2 separate regions of the Rattus norvegicus genome follow, and region 2 is linked to region 1. A link is a contact called in public Hi-C data. All regions are on one chromosome and are shown on one strand. The core of a region is the stretch at or near the end of the contact, and the rest is flanking DNA. Distances in the headings are between cores, read along the strand shown. Region 1 holds the start of Tnfrsf11a (TNF receptor superfamily member 11A). Region 2 has its middle 77 kb from the start of Tnfrsf11a.

Region 1 (4,432 bases), core at 1,451-3,950:
TCCTCCGCCTGACTCAGAATGCAATGTACTCTCCTCACAGCGCTAGGCAGCAGCTGAACCCTGGCTCCCACTCCGCTGGGAGCAAGACGGGAAACAGTCAGCAATCTGCACTGTACTGTGCTCTGACATCTAGCCTGGATTATTTCAACCTGTGGGTCCATCTTCATGTAACCATGTCACTGGTCAAGGCACATCTGCACTTTTAAAACATCCAAAAATAAAGTTATAACTCTCTCTTTTTCCCTACTGTGCAACTCAGTTGATATTTAAATGTCCCTTCCTAATGAGGCCGTTCTGCCACTTGTTGCCTAGAGACTGTAAGCTCTAAGCTTGTCTGTGTCTCTGTGTGAGCCGTGGAGCTCCTCTCTAGGAGCGCTTCAGCCCTTGCTGCTGCTGCCCTCCTAGAAACACTCTTCACTGCTGTAAGTAAGACCCTGTGAGGTTTGTGTGCTTGTCTGCAGACGTGAGACTGAATAATTGAGTAGTAAGTTGCTTCTCTTATTTACTATATGAACATCTTTTCAACAAGCATGTAAGGTTTTTCAATATTACAAACCATAAAAGAGCATTGCATTGCCAAACTTTTCCTTACCGAAATCCACTTTATTTATATATTTATTTATTTATTTTATTATTTTTTTTTGCGGTGTGGTTTTATCAGATTGCTATAATAAGCAGTTTTGTGCACTCCCTTTATGTGTCGATATGCTAAATTCTTAGACTTGGACTTGTTTCTCTAAATGACTTTAAAATGTTTAGGGCAACACACACAGATTAGGTTCCAGAAAACATAAAACAACTGGGTAGTGAACCAATCAGGCTGTATAGCCGAGAATTTGAAAGACAAGCAAGAATTTTGAGGAGACAGAAGGATCCCAGGCGTTCTCTGACCAGCCAGCCAGTCTAGCAGAATTGGCGAGGTCTAGGTTTGGCGAAAGATCCTCTATGAAGATGGAGAAGTAATTAAGGAAGACACTCAACTTTGACCTCGGGCCTCCAACATGCACATAAACACAACATGCACATCCAATGCCTTTAGACACACACACACACACACACACACACACACACACATGGCTATATATGAAATAGGCCATGAGAGTGGACAAAATGGAATCTTTAAAGGTAATCCAAAGGATTGTTTTCCAGGGAAGGGTTTTCTTTTTTTTTTTTTTTTTTTTTTTTTTTTTTTGGTTCTTTTTTTTGGAGCTGGGGACCGAACCCAGGGCCTTGCACTTCCTAGGCAAGCGCTCTACCACTGAGCTAAATCCCCAACCCCCAGGAAAGGGTTTTCTAACCTGAAAATTTTCCCCATTTTTTCTTGTTTTTAAAAATGATACCATTTTAAGTCAAATAATTCTACCGTAGTATTATTTAACACAAAAATTGTATTGCTATGCATAAAATAAAGTACTGTTTTTAAAATTGTTTTAAAGCAACACAAAGGAAGTCAAGAATAAAAATGGAATAGAGATGAACGAGTAGAAAAACTCAGAAAGGTAGTAGATCAATTCACAGTATATGATGACTAAGTGTGCATGCTCCACCAGGAAGGCAGAAACAGTCCAAATTGTATGCTGTCACTGAAACAGGCTTACATGTGAAAGAATCAGATATACTACTCAAATAGCATTCATAAGAAAGGTGACATGACTACACACAAATGTAAAGTAGACCAGAATGTGAAATTTTATCTTGGATCAAGAAGGGAATGTCATAATGATAAAAGGTCAATTTACCAAGAAGACACAATTCTAAATCGCTATGTCTCTAGGGAGTTTCGAGGATGTGAAAAACTGACAGAATTGAAAGGAGTAATAGACAAATCCAGTCTTCCTTGTTAGAAAAGTCCACAGTTTCGGACGGAAAATCATTAAGATGGCGGGCAGAAAGCTGGCAGAGACTGTTCTGGCACTCAAGGAATTGAAAAACACTGTTTCTGAGACAAGGCTCTTCCTCTCACTGTTACTACACAGAGGCAAGGCTGTACCATTGTGTAACCAACATTGACCTGAAATTTGGAAAAAGACAAACCCAGAAGCCAGTAACAAGAAGTCACGAAAACGACAGGATCGCTCATTCCTGACTTTAAACTAGTTCTATATTAGAAGAGGTGACCTAGCGGTTCAGGTGAAGGGGTTCATCAAGCAGGGTGGTAAGTGTCTACCTGGAAAGCTTGCTATGAGTGTGACAGAGGGGGTGAAGGGCAGAGACAGGTGCGGTGAGAAGAGCCAAGAGGAAGCGGTCGCTGGAGGCAGCCCGAATGAGGGAAAGTATAGGGCTGTGTAAAGGAGGTTTGGGGGAGCTGTGGACACTATATGGTGTAGATTCTTTAGTTATAGTCAAGCAAACCCCAACAGCGGTACACCTTCTGCAGGCAGGGTCCGGCAGGGGCGACAAGGCAGGGTCCACTAAAGGCGAAGGGCAACCTTGGCAGGGCTGTCCAGCGCCTGCCCGCAGGTGCTGCACCCGAGAGCTCAGAGCCTGGGGACACCCGGCCGGGATCCCGCGCGGGTCTGAAGCACTCGTGGAATGCCGAAGCCATCTCCACCGGGTGCCACCGCAGCCCACGCTTGGGCACCCCCTGGCGGAGCCCGGCGGCGGCGCGGGGGCAGGTGCCGGGCGGAGCCGGGCGCACGGGGCGGGACGAGGCGGGCGGAGGGCGGCGGCGACCGCGGGTCCAGAGAGGCCGTGCGCCCAGCCCGCCCGCACCGCGCCATGGCCCCGCGCGCCCGGCGGCGCCGCCAGTTTCCCGCGCCTCTGCTGGCGCTCTGCGTGCTGCTCCTCCCATTGCAGGTAAGGACCCGCACCGCTGTCGCCCGCCGTCCCCTTGGATCGAGGACCCCTGGCGCCGCTGCGTCGCAGACACCAGCTGGGACTCGGGGATCAGGGGATGGAGACCCCAGCTGGTGCGTGGAGCCAAGGGTTGGCAACTGGGAGGGTGCTGGGGCTTGGAAGGCTGAACCCCGACCCCGGGACACGGGATCTGCAGAGCACGGAGTTCGGGTGCTACCTTGGTTCTCCAGGTACACCTAGTAGGCTCTTCCAAAGGTCGGCGACACTCAGCGAGATTGTATGCACAGACCATGTTAGTGATCCCTTCCTAAAACCTAGGGGTGTGCTTTCAATCCACGCAGATCCCTGGGAGCTCAGGGTCCCTGACTTGGTTTTCAGGCCGTCCCCTAGCTTAGTTTTCTCTCCATCTCCCCCACCGCGAAGGTGGAGAAGTGTAGGGGGGGTGTAGTGGATGTGTAGAGAGGTAGTATTTGGAAGTTTCTTCGGCCAGGCTGACAAGCTCTCCTTTTTGCGTGTTCCTTTTTCCTCCCTCCTCCCCACAAATAGCTCGTGGACCGGCAGGAATTGCTTGTGCTTAGAAACCTTTGACCATGTTAGGATGAAATATGTCTTTGCCATGGAAGAAACTAGGGTAGTGATGCGCCTCGAGCTATTATTGATGCCAAGAACAAGCCTTGTAGTCCTTGCTTCCACCTGGGATGAGCCTGGGCCCAGCGCTGATGGACGTTAAGGTGTAACTGGGATGCACAGTGCTTAGAGACCAGGGCCTTTCTGGCTGCTCTTGAGGCACCATCAGCAGCCTAGAGGAGGAGGGAAAAGTCAGTGTGGAGAATCCCCTTCCTGTAACTAAATGTCCATGTCCCAGATCCTTGAACCCCGAGCAGGGTCCGTCCTCTACTCTTACCAGGAGCTGCTACTGCTTGGCTTTATAAAGAGCTTGGGCCAGTAAGGGGTCTCACCGGGGCTCCCAGGAGTGATTTCTTTACCACCGTTATTCAATGTGGCCATCCCAAGCACGAAGCCAAACGTTCACTTCTGCCTGGCTGGACTGAGCTGTTCAGAAGCCCGCTAAACATCATGTGCGCTTGCGGGGTTTCTCTGAGGGAAGGGAAAATGTCAGTGAGGTTTCTTGGCTCAGCAGTTTTAGATCCCCCTTCTTCTGTTAAAACAGTCTTAGGCTTCCGTGAATGTCACTGTCCTGGGAGACCTAGCAGAACAGTAAAAGGGCTCATTCTACTTCATTTCTGGCAGAATGGGTCTCTTAGAGTGGGGGAGGGAGAACAAGGAGGAAGGACCTAATAGAATCGAACATTTGAAGCACTTCAAATGTTGCTTGCTTAATGAAGTGTTCAACAGGTGGGAGCTACCTTTTTAAAAAAAACAAAACAAAACAAAAAACAAAACAAACAAACAAAAAAAACCTGGCTCTCTAAGCAATAGTTTGCTGCATTGGAAAAACCTGCCTGACTACACAGCAAAAGAGGAAGAAAAAAGTACACACATTTGATTCTAATAACAGAGTAGCACAGCGTTTGGAACTGGCCGGCAGCTCTCCTATTTTGTATGTATGTCTGTGTGCATGTATGTGCTGAGTGTGTTTTTGGCTGTGCTGGGTCCAAGTCCAGGAGCTGGTCCG
Region 2 (4,162 bases), core at 539-3,038, 77 kb after region 1:
GTTATCTGTCTATCTGATACATTAGCTGCTTTTAAAATGACATATGGCCAATTTAGCACAATGTTTGCCCCAAATTTCCCTCCAGCTCTCCCAGAGCTCAAACAAACTGATTTTCTGTTTCAGTCCATATAGGCATATTACAAAGTAATTTTAAATAATTAGCCTTGGCCCAAAGGTACCATAATTAGAAAATTATCTCGGTAACAAAACTAATTCTATAAACCAATCTGAAGACTGAGAAGCCTGGCCCTTTTGGAGCATCATTCCACAGTTCTTATTCATTAGCCTGGGACATTGAAAAGAAAACAAAAACATATTCAGCAGCAGTGTGACAATGATCGATTCAGAGGAAGCCAGCTGTCCTGGGCAGGGCTTGTCCACCCTCCCTGACCTGCTGCCCAGCAGTGGTGCATAGGCTAAATGCTGTAGAACCAACACTTTACAAATGAAGCCAAGGGCTTTCTGTGAGGGTCTCAGCAAACTATCTGCAGCAGAACTGTGGAATGTGTGGATTGCTGGGTCAAGCAAGGTCTTTGGGCTTCGTCTCCCCAGCATGTCTTCTAGATATGTCTCTTGATACATTCAGGGGCTGAAGGGCTATGCAGGAAGTAAGGACAGTCCATCTGTCAACTCAGGAGCTGCTGCTGATCCCTACAAGTTTAAGGCAGAAGAGGAAAGCTGTATAGAAGGCTAACCTACTCACTACAGCCATGAGATTCCAACAGAATAACCCATTTCCTCAGTGGCTGACTCCAAAAAAAAAAAACCACCAGGGGCTGGGGGATGATCAACAGACAAAGCACCTATCTTGCAAGCCTGACAACCTGAGTCCATGTCCCCAAAACCTATGCAAGAGCTGGCCCGATGCAGCCGCACACGCCTGCGATCCCAGCACCCCTGTGGGATGGGATAGAGACACAGGAGAATCGCCCAGAGGTTCAAGGGCCAAGCAGCCGGGAGTACACATCTTCAGAAACCAGGTCGAAGGACAACACTTGAGAGCGTTCTCTGACCTCCACACATGTGTGCATCATGCATGCTCCCTGACACGAACACACACACGTATGCACACACACAATAAATATTTTACAAAGAGGAATACCAGAACGACAGATGGGATGGAGCTGACATTACCCTAAATAACCACCGTGTGCTGAGCTGAACAGTAGAATCTGATCTATGGCTCCTCAACTGTAATCTCAGGGGATTACTAAGGAGTCTTGTCTCCCAGTTACTTATAGCCAGGGCAACCAAAAGCCAGACAGGCAAAGTGAGCACAGTTCCAGTCAAGATGTCAGACACCAAGGCCTTCTAGATCCACTTAACTCCAACATTTATTCCCTTCTCATACCTCCACAGTTGCCTCCCCAACAAATAGAGTGCCCTCTAAAAAACACGCCCTAACCAGCGTTCCCAGGAAAACTCAAGATGCCCAATACATTTTCAAATACAAAAACCACTACATTTTTAGTATTTTTGCATTGCAAATATTACAGAATAAAACAACTTCTCATTCATCTAGGATCTAGCTGGAACTGGCCATCACACTTTGATTTGATAAGCCTAGCCCTTTTTGATGAATTTCCATAGTCTAAGTCTGCTCTTCCTTGTGTGGTCATTAAGAATTCATTCTTGCCGTGGTATTTTCTTGGGTGTGGCAATGAGGAAGCATTCGAAGGAAGTGCTCTGAGCACAGTCAGGAAAACACCAAGCATGTCCTTTTTTAAGGGTCACTAAACTGTAGTGGAACTGTAAACATTGGGCCGGCCAGGTACATTTCCACACATTGTGTGTATTTAGTTCAGAACTTTCCTGGGAGCTGGGAAGACTGCTCAGTGAGTCATGGGCTTGCTATGCTGATTGTTCCCATGAAAGCATGGCTGCAGGAACCTAAATTCCAGCACTGTCGGGGCAGAGAGAAGCAGACCCAGGGTTCTTACCCAGACAGTTGTGGCCAAAACAGCAAACGTGTGGTTCACTGAAGAGATCCTGTCTCAAACACTAAGGTGGGTGGTGATTGTCTTCATTTGCACACATATGCACATACCAGAGAGAAGAGGGAATACACCCAAAGAGACAAATTGCCAGCATACAAACATATAAAGTCACCACCCATGAAATACTTGTTTTGTGGAATCAATAAATTTGGGACCAATTTCCAGGTTCCTCCTGAGAGTGCTTTTAAGACAGTTTAATATTTGGTTTTTGTGTGTGTGTGTGTGTGTGTGTGTGTGTGTGTGTGTGTGTGTGTGTGTGTGTGTGTCTGTGTGTGTGTGTCTGTGTGTGTCTGTGTGTGTGCGTGTGTGTGTGTGTGTCTGTGTGTGTGTCTGTGTGTGTATCTGTGTGTGTGTGTGTCTGTGTGTGTGTGTCTGTGTGTGTGTATGTGTGTGTGTCTGTGTGTGTATGTGTGTGTGCGTGTGTGTGTGTGTCTGTGTGTGTGTATGTGTGTGTGTCTGTGTGTGTATGTGTGTGTGCGTGTGTGTGTGTGTCTGTGTGTGTGTCTGTGTGTGTGTGTCTGTGTGTGTGTATGTGTGTGTGTCTGTGTGTGTCTGTGTGTGTGTATGTGTGTGTGTGTCTGTGTGTGTGTCTGTGTGTGTGTATGTGTGTGTGTGCCTGTGTGTGTGTCTGTGTGTGTATGTGTGTGTGTCTGTGTGTGTGTGTCTGTGTGTGTGTATGTGTGTGTGTGTGTCTGTGTGTGTGTGTCTGTGTGTATGTGTGTGTGTGTGTCTGTGTGTCTGTCTGTCTGTGTGTGTATGTGTGTGTGTCTGTGTGTGTGTGTCTGTGTGTGTCTGTGTGTGTATGTGTGTGTGTGTGTCTGTGTGTGTGTGTATGTGTGTGTGTCTGTGTGTGTATGTGTGTGTGCGTGTGTGTGTGTGTCTGTGTGTGTATGTGTGTGTGTGTCTGTGTGTGTGTATGTGTGTGTGTGTGTCTGTGTGTGTGTGTCTGTGTGTGTGTGTCTGTGTGTGTGTGTGTATGTGTGTGTGTGTCTGTGTGTCTGTGTGTCTGTGTGTGTATGTGTGTGTGTGTCTGTGTGTGTGCGTGTGTGTATGTGTCTGTGTGTGTGTGTATGTGTGTGTGTGTCTGTGTATGTGTGTGTGTGTGTATGTGTGTGTGTGTGTATGTGTGTGTGTGTCTGTGTATGTGTGTGTGTACAGCGGGTAGCGGCTGGGGCTCAGTATGGAGTTGAGTTAGTAGGACTCAACTGCCACCAGCGCTGACTCTGGCGTGTAAACTAGCAGAGGTATCCGCTCTCTGGCCTGGGCAGGCTCCGTTTTTCACCACTTTGAGACCCCTTTCCTCCGGCTTCTGGGTTCTTCCATATTGACTGGAGAGGGCAGAAGGCAAGCCAAAGAAGTCCCTCCTTGCTGTGCCAGTATTTTGAATTTGTCAAGGACTTGAACACAGTCTCATCTGGCTAATAGCCAGACCGTTCCTTTCCTTTGCTTCTGTAACAAAAGACCAGACTTAGTGGCTTAAAACAACACAGACATACTATTTTCTAGTTCTAGAAATCTAAAATGCATCTCTCTAGGCTGAAATCATGAAGCGGTTACTCTGCCATCCTGAAGACCCAGCAGGGCCATGCTGCTTCTGCAAGCCTTTTTGAGCTTCTAGAGGTGGCCCATGTCCTTCGGCCCATCTTCGGCTAACCTATGCACCTGGACCTCTGCTTCTGCTGTCTTCTCTAGCCCTCCCATTTCCCACTTCAAAGGGTCTTTTGCAGTTACACAGGGGCTATCTATCCAGTTAAGTCAGGACCACCTGACCACCCCAAGAGCCTTAGTGTAATCTTCTCTTTAGAATCCCTTTCACTGGGTGAGGGAGTATTTTAACAGGCTCTAGGAAATAGTGACCATCCTGCAAGACCCATGTATCTTAGGGGCATAAAATTATTCCAGGCCAATGAGAGGCTTAATGGGTAAGAGCACTTGCCACCAAGGTGGATGACTTGAGTTCACTCCTGGAGACCCATATGGCAGCAGCAGACACCTGACTCCCACCTCCTATGTACTGTGGAATGCATGCATGCATGCACACATGCAAAATAAATAGAAGAACAAAACTTGAAAGAAGAAAAAAAACTTCGTTGGCCAGGGTGGCATCACTGGGAGGGAGCAGACTCCCTTTAGAGGTAGGTTCTACTGGGATGTCTTTGGGACAT

What was found. A called contact is a pair of places that touch in the nucleus more often than the background predicts.
Region 2: a contact with region 1 is called in a Hi-C map of liver, with 2.4 times the contacts expected there. The contact joins the enhancer-like site here to the promoter of Tnfrsf11a in region 1. A contact is called at or near these places in 3 of 12 Hi-C or Micro-C datasets (Schwann cells, hepatocytes and liver).

What each region holds. Positions count from the first base shown.
Region 1 is chr13:22,440,271-22,444,702 of GRCr8, forward strand. It overlaps Tnfrsf11a (TNF receptor superfamily member 11A), which reads left to right and starts at 2,701. Exons shown (of 10, transcript NM_001271235.1): 1 at 2,701-2,796. The coding sequence starts at 2,719.
Region 2 is chr13:22,518,308-22,522,469 of GRCr8, forward strand. No RefSeq gene overlaps it. Among named protein-coding and RNA genes, the nearest start is that of Tnfrsf11a, 77 kb to the left of the region's middle. Within about 2 kb of position 1,789, at least 17 of the 93 cell types and tissues checked have an H3K27ac peak or open chromatin away from gene starts, as enhancers often do. A contact at or near this core is called in hepatocytes and liver, where this site is marked.